Linked DNA regions of Sus scrofa: all the other regions are linked to region 3. The links are chromatin contacts, called in public Hi-C maps. All regions are on one chromosome and are shown on one strand. Each heading gives the region's core, a stretch centred on a gene start, on an enhancer-like site or on the middle of the called end of the contact. The rest is flanking DNA. Distances are from core to core; before and after follow the strand shown.

Region 1 (2,700 bases), core at 63-2,562, 350 kb before region 3:
GCAGAAAGTTTAGGAGACTCAGAGTTCCCATGGTGGGTCAGTGGTTAACGAACCTGATTAGTATCCATGAGGACACAGATTTGATCCCTGGCCCCACTTAGTGGGTTAAAGATCTGGTGTTGCCGGTGAACCACAGTGTAGGTCACAGATGGGGCTCAGATGTGGCATTGCTGTGGCTGTGGCTTAGGACAGCATCTGCAGCTCCAATTCGATCCCTAGCCTGGGAACTTCTCTATGCCACAAGTGAGGAAAAAAAAAAAAAGAAAAAAATGAGGGAAAAAGTTTAGGAGACTCTACTAGTAACTCTAAAGCATGAAACTTTAGCATGGACCCCAAAAAGAAAAGTCTACATATCCTGTCTGGGTAGCATGCAAGTAAGGAAGATTTCTGAGACGGATGTGAAACAACCAGTGGTCAGCAATTGCATTTTTCTTCTGAATCCAACAACTGATTTCCCAAGTGGATGGAATTACCAACAAGAACAATCTTAGAGTTGTAAGGAAACTGAGGGCTCTTCATTATACATACCAAGAAACTCAGAGTCAAACTAGAGCTTGTTTCTGGGGTCCAGGTAAGGAAAAAGTTCTGCAAACTCACAAACCACAGAACTGTGTTCAGCTCTTGCTTTTTACTGCTTACTTTCCCTCGGAAAGAAAGGCAACTCATCACCCCTCATCTCTGCCCCCCATAATTACCTTCATTAGGGACTGCCTTTCATTACAGAAATTATGGAACACGTTAGCAAGGAGTGTGTGGGTTTCTCTCTAGACAGTTTGAAGAAGGAGCTCGCTATTAAGGGACTTTGTTTTGTTTGGTTTTTCACTTTTTAAAATTCAGAGGAGAATCTCTGAAGTGCAGTCCTTACTGGAGGCGAAGACAGAGAGCGGCTGAAATTCCTTTCAGGTCCCATGATTCCTCTATTCAATACTCTCTAAGAGAAACAAAGTACTGAGAAGCCTCCTGGCAAGTCAGCATCAGAATGAGAATTCCATCTAAGATAAGGGCAGAACTAACCTTTGATTTAATCTTAAACCATGTGCCCAGTTTCTTCGGGTCAGTTGGAGTCCAATATAGACATAGGTTAAACAAATTAGAGCACACATTGACAATGGGAGCGGGTTTTCAGAGATATCTGAAGACTGTGTCTACCTTGTCAGCTCAAGGCTTGCGGCAAGTAAATAAACTCTGATTAACCCTAGATTAATCCAAAGACAAAAGAACCTTCAGCCAAGAGACTAAGATAGGGCTGAGGGAGAGAGGGAGGGGGAGGAAAAATATGCTATGTCCTAACCACTAGGAAAGAACAGGCTGTCCAAGCCAACTCTGTTCTGATCTATAATGAGATCAATTGCATCTGGAGCTCTCGGGGCACTGGCAGCGGACACAGGGATGGCAGTGCAGCACTGAGAAAGGATTACCTCATTGAAGAGAGCAGCCAAGGCTACCAGCCTCCCTTTCTGACCCTCCCTCCTTCTCTTCAGTCACCAGTGGATCATCAGGTGCCCAGAGAAGCCCAGCTAGCCTACAAAGTAAATACATCAATGTATGGAACCTACAGTCTCCTTTCCAATCAGCCAGCTGCATGTCTTCCTGTCCAATCTATCTTAAACTTTAAATCAGTAGAAGTTAGCCAGCAGCTTTCCAGTAGTTGGTTTTCTTTCTTTCCCCAAATCTTTCTGTTGGAGCTACCTCTGTAGATCATATCTAGAAGGGGGAGCTTTTGACCATCTCTCTTATCCCCTTTAAACACCAAATATACCCACAGATACGTGGGAATATGTCTCTTCATTCAATTCCATGGTCACAGAAGATGCAAGTTACTATAGCAACTGGGCTCCTTCCTAAAGCAAAAGCTACAGGGTTTTTTCTTCACTTTTTCCTGTCTTTTACTTATTTCCTCCTCAGTCAGCACAGGGAAGGCAAAGTGGATAACGTCTCTAGGAGTCACTTCAATTAGTGATCAGACAAGACTAGAACTGGTGTGGAATGGGAGCGGAGCAAGAGTACAGATAAGGCTTGAGTCAGATGGGGACTGGGAAGACAGAACTTCCCCATGAGCAGGGGAAAAAAACGTGGGATGAGAAAAGCTTACACTGGCTCATTCTTTTTTCTAATGGCATAGAAGTCCTCTTGGACTTCAGATAACTCTTACAAAATATTTTGATGGATTGAGTGCAAAAAGTGAATCAAACATATGGATATAATTTGAGGTTTTTATTATTATTATTAAATTAAATAAAATGTTTGGCAGAGTAGATTTGGTTTTGGCCAAACCCAGGACATTTGAAAAATTGTTCTGAGATATTCAGTGAACTGAACACAAAGCCAGGTTTACCCATCCCTCAAATTTGGAAAAATAAAATTTGGCTCATCCAGGTTTGATTCAGTGTCAAATGTATTTGTGGGGAAATAAGTTCCTGAAACACCGAAATTGCCTACATGCCTTGGGAGTTCAGTGGAAATGCCTAATAGTTATTGAATAACTCAGCCTGCCCCAGCACCATAAAAGGCAGCAATCCATTGACCTGAGGGAAAGGTGAGCTGCTCACCTCCTCCCTCACCAAGATAGTAAGAACTGAACCAAAGCCAATGTGCTGTCTAGCCTAGGAAACTAGCACAAAGCAGCAAATGAATAAGAAATGCTCACTGGAAAGGAAGGTCATCACTGCAGCTGGATGGCTGACAGGGGGCTTTTATTAT
Region 2 (2,700 bases), core at 14-2,513, 270 kb before region 3:
TGGGAAATAAAATCTGAAAGATAATGAGCCAGAGGACATGAGTGATAAAAGAAGCTGAAAGAGCCAGATTGGCTGAACCATCCTATTTCTAGCTCAGTCCCATAGAAAATCAGGCATATTGTGTGGGACAAACAAATTCCAATTAGTGAAACGATCTCAATGTTGACCTAATTATCTAATATCCAGCTCTCATTTTTATGGGATGAAGCCAAGCAAGTAAAGTAAATTCTTGGAGACAAAACTGCTCTTTCTAATAAGGAAAATGACTTACTCTTTCTCCATGAAGCCACAGATGATTAAAAAACAAAAGCCCAGTATATGCTTTTGTTGTTCAGTTTGAACCTTACATTCTTCTACAAGGATAACAGTGGCTTCAAAGAGTCCAGAGAGTGTGTTTCTATGTGGTGGTCCGAAAGGGTTTTCCTTTAGGGAAACTGGTTCAAAATAAGGACAAGAACTCTTAATTCTGCAAGGATACAGCCAGCCCAGTGTAGCAGCCACCAGTAAGATCACTTGCTCCAGAGTAAATTATTAGGTGAAAGAAGAATAAAGGATTAAAGCAAAACACTCACAGCTCGGTGTTAAGCTGAGCTGTTATAATCTAAGTATTCATGAGAAACCGTTTTAGAACTTCGAAGGGGGTGGGGGGAGAAGTAACTAGAGTCAACTGTAATATAGTGAGGGTCTGTCACATGATCTAATTACAGAAATGAAAGCAACCCAGGAATTATGTGGTCTATTCAAGCCTGCCGGGAGAACGAACAAAGAATATAATTATACATCAAGCCTGTTGATTAAACAATTACTATTTAAAGCAGATATAGATTTAAAATTAATTTGCTTCTGCATTCGGAGGATTTGGGGACTGAGATAAACAGTGTTTGAAGTTTAATTATCCATGCGGAAGATGAAGGGGCTCATTTCAATGTGGTTCGCCGTGCAGAGCGTTTCGGATGGCGTGAAAGGAAGGATCGGACTCGGCAGCAAGTCCCCGCGCTGCCTTGACGTGCGATTCAAGAGAGCGAGGAGGCCCGCTCAGCCTAATTGCCACAGACTGTGGTAATATCACAGAAGAGATGGCGCAATTGCAAATTAATATTTAAATGAACACTAGTTTGAAGTTTACCTGGAGGGAGAAACGCACTATCTCCAAAAGAACAGAGGAGGGCCAGCCAGAGTTCCCAACTCCACAGCCATGAGATCTAGGGAGTGGAGACCTTCACGCATGTTTGAGCAAAGAGGACATCCACCTGCCAGCTCCTCTGAATGGAGTGATTCTTATCGGAGGTCACGTGTCCAGTGTCCCAGGGCAGCACTGAGTGGTGGGGGGTGGGGTGCCGCGGTGAAAGGGTGAATTGGAGCTGGAGCGCAAGAAAATAAACAGAGACTCAAAAATTGAGAAGTTAAAGAATGACTGTTGAGATGCATGGAATCCTGTCTGTGTTCAGACATCCAAGTCCACAGGGGCAGAATTTCTGGGTGTCAACCTAACTCACTGGTGACATTGGGGAAGGTATGCTCAGTGCCGAAGGAGCCTGGAACAGAGGGTGCTGGGGCTGTGGTGGTTAGGAGAATGGGCTTGAAAATGGCCAAGCCTGAGTGGAAAGTCCAGCTATGCCCATTTCAATCTTGTGGCCTTCTCAAAGCATTTGTCTCCCCGTGTCCCCCCCCCCCCCCCCCCCGCCATCTCTTTGGTGAAATGGCTCCCATCTTCCTCCTTGGGTGGCTGTAAACGTTAAATAGGTCATGAGGGAAAACCTCAGTGTCCCCTCCCTACTGAAAACTCCCGGGGGCTCCCCACAGTTCTCTGGGTAAAGATGAATCTCTTTTGTTTATTTTCCCAATACTTTATTTTTTTTTCTACTGTACAGCATGGTGACCCGTTACACATACAATGTATACATTCTATTTTCTCACATTATCATGCTCCATCATAAGTGACCAGACGTAGTTCCCAGTGCTACACAGCAGGATTTCATTGCTAATCCATTCCAAAGGCAATAGTCTGCATTATTAATCCCAAGCTCCCAGTCCATCCCACTCCCTCCCCCTCCCCCTTGGATCTCTTTAACCTGGACTGCAAGGCCTGGGAGCGGTGGGATCCTGCCACCTCACCCACCTTCTCTTTCCCCTCCCTACCACTCTCTCTACTCCAACCACCCAGGCCTTTTTTTACGTCCTCTACTCTCTTTTCTGCTTCAAGGTCTAACCATTTACTTTTAACTCCACCTTGGAGCACTTCCCCTTCCCCCTCTTTAACCAGTTGTCATATATTCATTCTGCAGATGTCAGCTCGAGGCATCTTGGATGGAAGGTAGAAGCTCAGGCTCTGAGGACAACTCATCAGATTCAGAAGTTAAACTCTACCACCTATTACGTGTGTGACTTTTGCCCACCTAAGAGTCAGCAAAATGGGCATGCACATCAGCACCTACATCAAACAGCTGTTGTAAGGGGCACCAGGATTAATATGTGTGACAGTCTCAGCACAAAGCCAGGCCTGCAGGGAGCACTGGACAACTGCTCTTATACTCCCCAAAGGTCTCCCTTCCATGTCACTTGTCACGGTTGCAATTTTATGTTTGTGTGACTATTTCAACAGGCCTGTCTCTCCATTAGAATGGAAGCTCCACAGGGGCAGCAGTTTTCCATTGTCTAGTCCACAGTGTCAATTCAGTTCCTAGCAGAATAGACACCCAA
Region 3 (2,700 bases), core at 21-2,520:
GGAGAGTAACACGATAGGCAAAAATAGCATTTAGATTTAGAACGATCCCTTCTTTCCATATAATAAAATATTTCTAATAAAAACCTACTTTCGCCAATCCTCATGAACTCAACCTATGTCATAAGTGAGACTTTTGATTCTAAGAAGCACATGGAAAGCCATTTCGGTGACATCTTCCTTCCGCAAGACATTTAACATGTTTCTTCTGACAAACTATGAACCATCCTGCTTTAAATAAAGACGATTCCTCCAGGAGGGAGAATGAATCCAGGGCAATAACATTCTGCCTGACCCTCATTAGCATGTCAGGGTCGCATCCAGTAAGAGTACATAAAGACTTCAGCCAAACTGATCCCAGTGTCTCTAAAAGATTTACCTAAGTGAGCCCATACACATTCATTTCCACACTGACTCCAGAGACCAAAGGATAACCTTCCCAAGGAGGAGAAGTGGCAACTGTGAGCAATGTCATTTGCAGAATTCCCTGCAAAGGCTTTTAGAAAGTTTCACCTAACAAATCCAGGATAATTTGGAGAATCTTAGACTTGGCAAGAAACTCCTTGGCCACCTGAACGAACCCCCAACCCCAAACCCACTGGTCAGTGACCACCCAGAGCTAATACGGGGTTTCTTTATACAAACCTGGTTCTGGGGATGTTACTTCTAAGAGGTGCCCACAGGACCATTGGATATAAATACAATAAATAAGTGACCCATTCAAAATGTCTTCAATTTCTCTAATCCTCATTCTCTTATGACTTGTGGATACCCATATTATATTAATGTATTCCTTTTTTTTTTTTTTTTTTTTAGGGCCACATCTGTGGCACATGGATGTTCCCAGGCTAGGGGTTGAATCAGAGCTGCAGATGCCAGCCAGAGCCACGTGCCTACACATGCCTACACCACAGCTCATGGCAACGCCACATCATTAACTTACTGAGCAAGGCCAGGAATTGAACCCACATCCCCATGGATACTAGTCAGGTTCATTACCACTAAGCCACAGTGGAAACTTCCCATATTAATGTATTCTTTAACATGCACACAACCAGCCAGTGCCATGACAAGCAGCTTAGCCCCTGAATGGCCCCAGTATACCCTCTTCTCCTCTCTCTCTCCACTAGGCCCCCTCCACAGGCACAGCACCAGCTCACCCTCCAAACGCAAATCCAACGTGGGCTGAGGGCACTAGCCACAGAGGTGACCTCCTTTCCACACCCTTTCCACATGACAAGTCAGGACAGGGCAGGGTGGAAGTCTAAAACCAGACCAGCTGGACCTGACCTCAGCCCTGCCCCTGCCCTTCAGTCCCATCACCCCACCTGGCAGCATCACCTTGCCAGTGGGTGTTGCAAGTGGACATTTGTTTACTTTAGATTCAAGTGGATGGCTGCCTGGCTGCCAGGAGCTGGAGGAAGGGGGACCCCCTAGAGGTTATAACCAGCCTGCAGCAAAGCCCAAGAACCTAGAAGGGGCTACAGTGTGCAACTTTGGCCTCCCAGCTTTCCCATACGATGTGTGACGCCATCGAGATGCTTCCATCAAAATTAGGTGAGCCTGAGCTCGGCTGTTCCAGCGGGGAAATGGCCATGTACTCTGATTCCATCTGATAGGTGAGCCAGGAAAATGTCACTAAAAGCATTCTGTGGAATTTATGTTAAGATTCCCCGCCAGCACAATCTATTAAACTGAAACAAGGAGTTCCCGTCGTGGCTCAGCAGTTAACAAACCTGACTAGCATCCCTGAGGACGTGGGTTTGATCCCTGGCCTCGATCAGTGGGTTAAGGATCTGGCATCAGCCTGAGCTGTGGTGTAGGTGGCAGACACGGCTCAGATCCCGCGTTCCAGTGGCTCTAGCGTAGGCCAGCAGCTGCAGCTCTGAATGGACCCCTGGCCTGGGAACCTCCATATGCTGCATATGCAGCCCTAAAAGACAAAAAAAAAATTAAAAAATAAACTGAAACAACGTTGTGTCTTGATCTTCAGTAAGTCCTATCTTTCTGTGGTCTCAGGATGCCCCATGATAGGAGGATAAGGCTTAGTAACATTGGCTTCAGGTGACTTAGTCATCACCTGGAGACGGGGGAACAGTCACTAGGTTATCTCTGCCTTCATGCCCCAAAGCAGCCATCTCTTGGCTGGGCTTAACTCCAACAACCAGAACAGTGGTTTTCTTTTCTTTTCTTTTCAGGATGAGCAGCTTCCCACACTGGAAATGGGGAGAGGGGCCTGGAGGGTAGGCGGTACCAGTGATGCAGCTGAGAACTCTGCAGCACCAAGCACCCTCCTGGATTTCACCGCAAAAGAAGCAACTGTGGGAACACAGCCTTCCACAGAATAACCTGCGTAGGACCTAAGGTTGCAAGGAGCCGGAGAGCCCCGCTGGAACTCTCCCCAGCAGCAGGAGAGGCAGCAGCAGCAGCAGCTACACGGGTGACTAGCAGTTCTCTCCTGCCCCCCAGTGCCCTTGGCTGCCCACAGTCCACACTGCGCCCCAGACTCCAGATCTTCCCTCCCAGTCAGCTTCTTCTGTGTCTCACTCCCTCAGGCAAAGCACTGCCTTTTCCAAGGTAACACCTAGCTAATCTAATATAATCTAATCTGAAAGCGTTAGTGAGTATTATTGGATTAATGCGCTATTACTCCTTGAAAATACAATTTGCATTCCAGAGACACATGGGCCTTAAAGGAAGGAG
Region 4 (2,700 bases), core at 3-2,502, 330 kb before region 3:
TATTATCTTCCTATCATAGGTGGTTGGGGTAGGAAGACAAATAGGCCATGGTTTCTGCCTGAAGGGACTTATATTTTAATGGATGAAACCACTGCCCACAATTTCAACAAATGGAAAATAAACTAAGTTAAAAGTATGCACAGGGGGATATGTAAGACAGAGAGAACCATCTGACCCAGCAGGAGTTTCAAAGGAGGCTTCCTTGAAGATACAGTTTCTGGAGTGTTAAAAGATGAATGAGAATGTTACAGGAAAGATAAGGAATTGATTTTAAAATTAAATATGACACTGTACACAGAGGGGTAGATGGGTTTAAGGCAGGGTACTGTTAGAGGCATAGAGAAGAATAAAGAGATGATTATCGTAGTCCAGGTGAGAGATGAAGAGGGTAGGAATTTGGTCACTGCAAAGAAATCAGCAGGTTTGAGAAATGTTTAAAGGGTAAAATCTACATGCCTTATTGGTTAACTGAATATGAAGGTGATAGAGAGTAGACCTGTGGGCGAGCTCAGAGGGAAGGAGGAGTGTGGAAGAATTGGTGGCCATGTTTTAAAACCACTACAATCAGCAGCACATGGGAAGTTATGAGAAATACAGATTCTTAGGGTCCACCCTAGATCCACTATCCCAGACTCCCTGGGAGTGGGCCCCCAGAACTTATGTTTTAACAAGCCCTACAGGTGACTCTGACACCTGCTAAGAGGACCCACTCCAAGGACAAGAAACCTTCACCTTGTATCCAGGAAGAAATATTTCCTCACCTTAGTTTCTTTCTAATAACTCTTTGAACTATTTATCCTCCTGTCCTTGCTGAGTATCTCAAAACCAATCAGGTGAAGGGTGGGAGAAACTGGGTGGTAGGGTTTTATATATATGTGTGTGTGAGTATGTGCTGGTAAAAGAGTTGGGGGAAATGCTCAAGTACAAAGGATCTCTATGTATCAAAAGAATTTCTGAAATCTGGCATCCATTGTCTATATAATCAAATTTAATATAAGCCCAAGCTCTGGAAAATCATTTCCTAGTAAGATCACCAATTGAAAGAAAATGTAAGCATATCAAAGAAAAGGCTTCCAGTTTAGGGAGCAAGATTTGGAAAGCACAATTTTTTTTTTTTTTTGGATCATTCAATATGTTACTCATGCCCACTAAAAGAGAGAATGCATTAAAATAACTGGTCAATATCCCAGTCGATATTTTAGTGGAACCCCCATGGTGGAATCAATAATGGTGGCCCTAATGCAATGACCTTTGGAGCTCAGAACTCTGCTGTCTCACTGGTTATTTCCAAGTGACTTAATAAAAAATGTTCAGGTGCAAAACCAAATGGTTCGATTCCTGGAAAATCATTAGTAGTTAAGTAATTAAACAATCACTCACTTATTAACTTTTCCAGGTACTTGGGTCACGCTTGACAACACCAAGATTGCCTAGTAATTACATAAATCATTCCTTAGTAGTTACCCCAAAAATATATTTTCATGAGGAAAAGATAACTTTCAAACTATGAGGAGTGGAAATAGGGTGCTAAATTCTCCCAAGGACAACGGCTGATTCAGAACATATGTCTGGAGCAAATAGCATGGAGTGATGCAAACAGCAGTGTATTATTTGAAATTTCAATAAGTGTGAGCATTTCATAATCATAAATAAAATGATTTTCTTTTTAAAATAATATTTAAAAAGAAAGAAAAGATCTTCATGGAGAAAAAGTACCGGTGTCAAAGTCAGATTCAGTTCCCGATTTTGCAACTTACTAGCTGTGTGACCTTGGGCATGCTACTTAGCTGCACTACGTTTCTATGTTCTTATCTTTAAAATAGAAGTGCTTAGCTCAGATATATGCTGTCATATCTAAAGAACTAATACATGTAAATCACTTAGCACAATACTTGTCCAGATGAGTACTCAATAATACTAGCTTTTTGTTGCTATTTCTAGCTTTGGACTCAGCTCAAATCAGAGTTCAAAGTCCAGCTCTTCTACTTATTAGCTATATGTTTCAGGGCCAATAATTTCACCTCTATAAGACTAGCTTGTTGGTTATCTTTCAAAAGATATAAAACAAGGACAAGAATTATCTATCATATAAGATGCTGGAGGACACAGAGTAGGCATGCAACAAATGATGACTCTTTTACATTAGCTCTTCAGAATGGATTTTATCTTCTCTATCATTTTTTCTCAGACATCGTGACCCCCCCCCGCCGCCATTACTTAGACTCAGTTCAATTCTCAGTCTACACTGGGACTAGCCGAGGACCCCTCTCGTTTTTTTGTTTTTTAAAGATGGTTATTCATTTTATGTGTTTGTGGAAAGATATCTTACATTGCTTGCCCTCAAACTTGCCAGGAACCACAGCATGGGAATTCCAAAATCCATTGGGGAAAAAGACAAGAGTCATGCCTTTAATTGAGAGAACCAAAATGATCTCAGACACATTTTCTAGATGTTTGCCCATTTTTAACACATCCCCTTGTCTTATTAGAGTGAATTATTAGCCATCTGGCATCCATCCAAGCCTCAAATTCAGTCAGGCACAAGCAATGAAACAATATCATGAGAAAGGACAGGAGTGACATAAAAATACAAAACATGAAAGAAAATGTGCTTAGACATGACCATGTTTTTGTTCATTTGTCTTAATCTCTCCATGACAAAAAGACAATATAAAAAATTACATGTCAGGAGTTCTAGTC

The links. Hi-C and Micro-C count contacts between places; a contact is called where the count stands out from the background.
Region 1: a contact with region 3 is called in a Hi-C map of liver, with 2.0 times the contacts expected there. The contact joins two enhancer-like sites. A contact is called at or near these places in 6 of 47 Hi-C or Micro-C datasets (liver, skeletal muscle and subcutaneous adipose tissue) and 1 of 2 datasets of contacts at active chromatin or transcription factors (skeletal muscle).
Region 2: a Hi-C map of liver shows a contact between it and region 3, with 17 times the contacts expected there. The contact joins two enhancer-like sites. A contact is called at or near these places in 4 of 47 Hi-C or Micro-C datasets (embryonic fibroblasts and liver).
Region 4: a contact with region 3 is called in a Hi-C map of liver, with 2.1 times the contacts expected there. The contact joins two enhancer-like sites. A contact is called at or near these places in 2 of 47 Hi-C or Micro-C datasets (embryonic fibroblasts and liver).

Annotation. Positions count from the first base shown.
Region 1 is chr16:46,836,784-46,839,483 of Sscrofa11.1, forward strand. The region is part of intron 2 of LOC102159645 (a long non-coding RNA gene); the gene reads right to left. Among named protein-coding and RNA genes, the nearest start is that of PIK3R1, 400 kb to the left of the region's middle. Within about 2 kb of position 1,313, at least 12 of the 83 cell types and tissues checked have an H3K27ac peak or open chromatin away from gene starts, as enhancers often do. A contact at or near this core is called in liver, where this site is marked.
Region 2 is chr16:46,916,223-46,918,922 of Sscrofa11.1, forward strand. All of the region lies in intron 2 of LOC102159645 (a long non-coding RNA gene), which reads right to left. Among named protein-coding and RNA genes, the nearest start is that of SLC30A5, 370 kb to the right of the region's middle. Within about 2 kb of position 1,264, at least 10 of the 83 cell types and tissues checked have an H3K27ac peak or open chromatin away from gene starts, as enhancers often do. A contact at or near this core is called in liver, where this site is marked.
Region 3 is chr16:47,188,816-47,191,515 of Sscrofa11.1, forward strand. All of the region lies in intron 1 of LOC102159961 (a long non-coding RNA gene), which reads right to left. Among named protein-coding and RNA genes, the nearest start is that of SLC30A5, 95 kb to the right of the region's middle. Within about 2 kb of position 1,271, at least 8 of the 83 cell types and tissues checked have an H3K27ac peak or open chromatin away from gene starts, as enhancers often do. A contact at or near this core is called in liver, where this site is marked.
Region 4 is chr16:46,859,674-46,862,373 of Sscrofa11.1, forward strand. The region is part of intron 2 of LOC102159645 (a long non-coding RNA gene); the gene reads right to left. Among named protein-coding and RNA genes, the nearest start is that of SLC30A5, 420 kb to the right of the region's middle. Within about 2 kb of position 1,253, at least 1 of the 83 cell types and tissues checked has an H3K27ac peak or open chromatin away from gene starts, as enhancers often do. A contact at or near this core is called in liver, where this site is marked.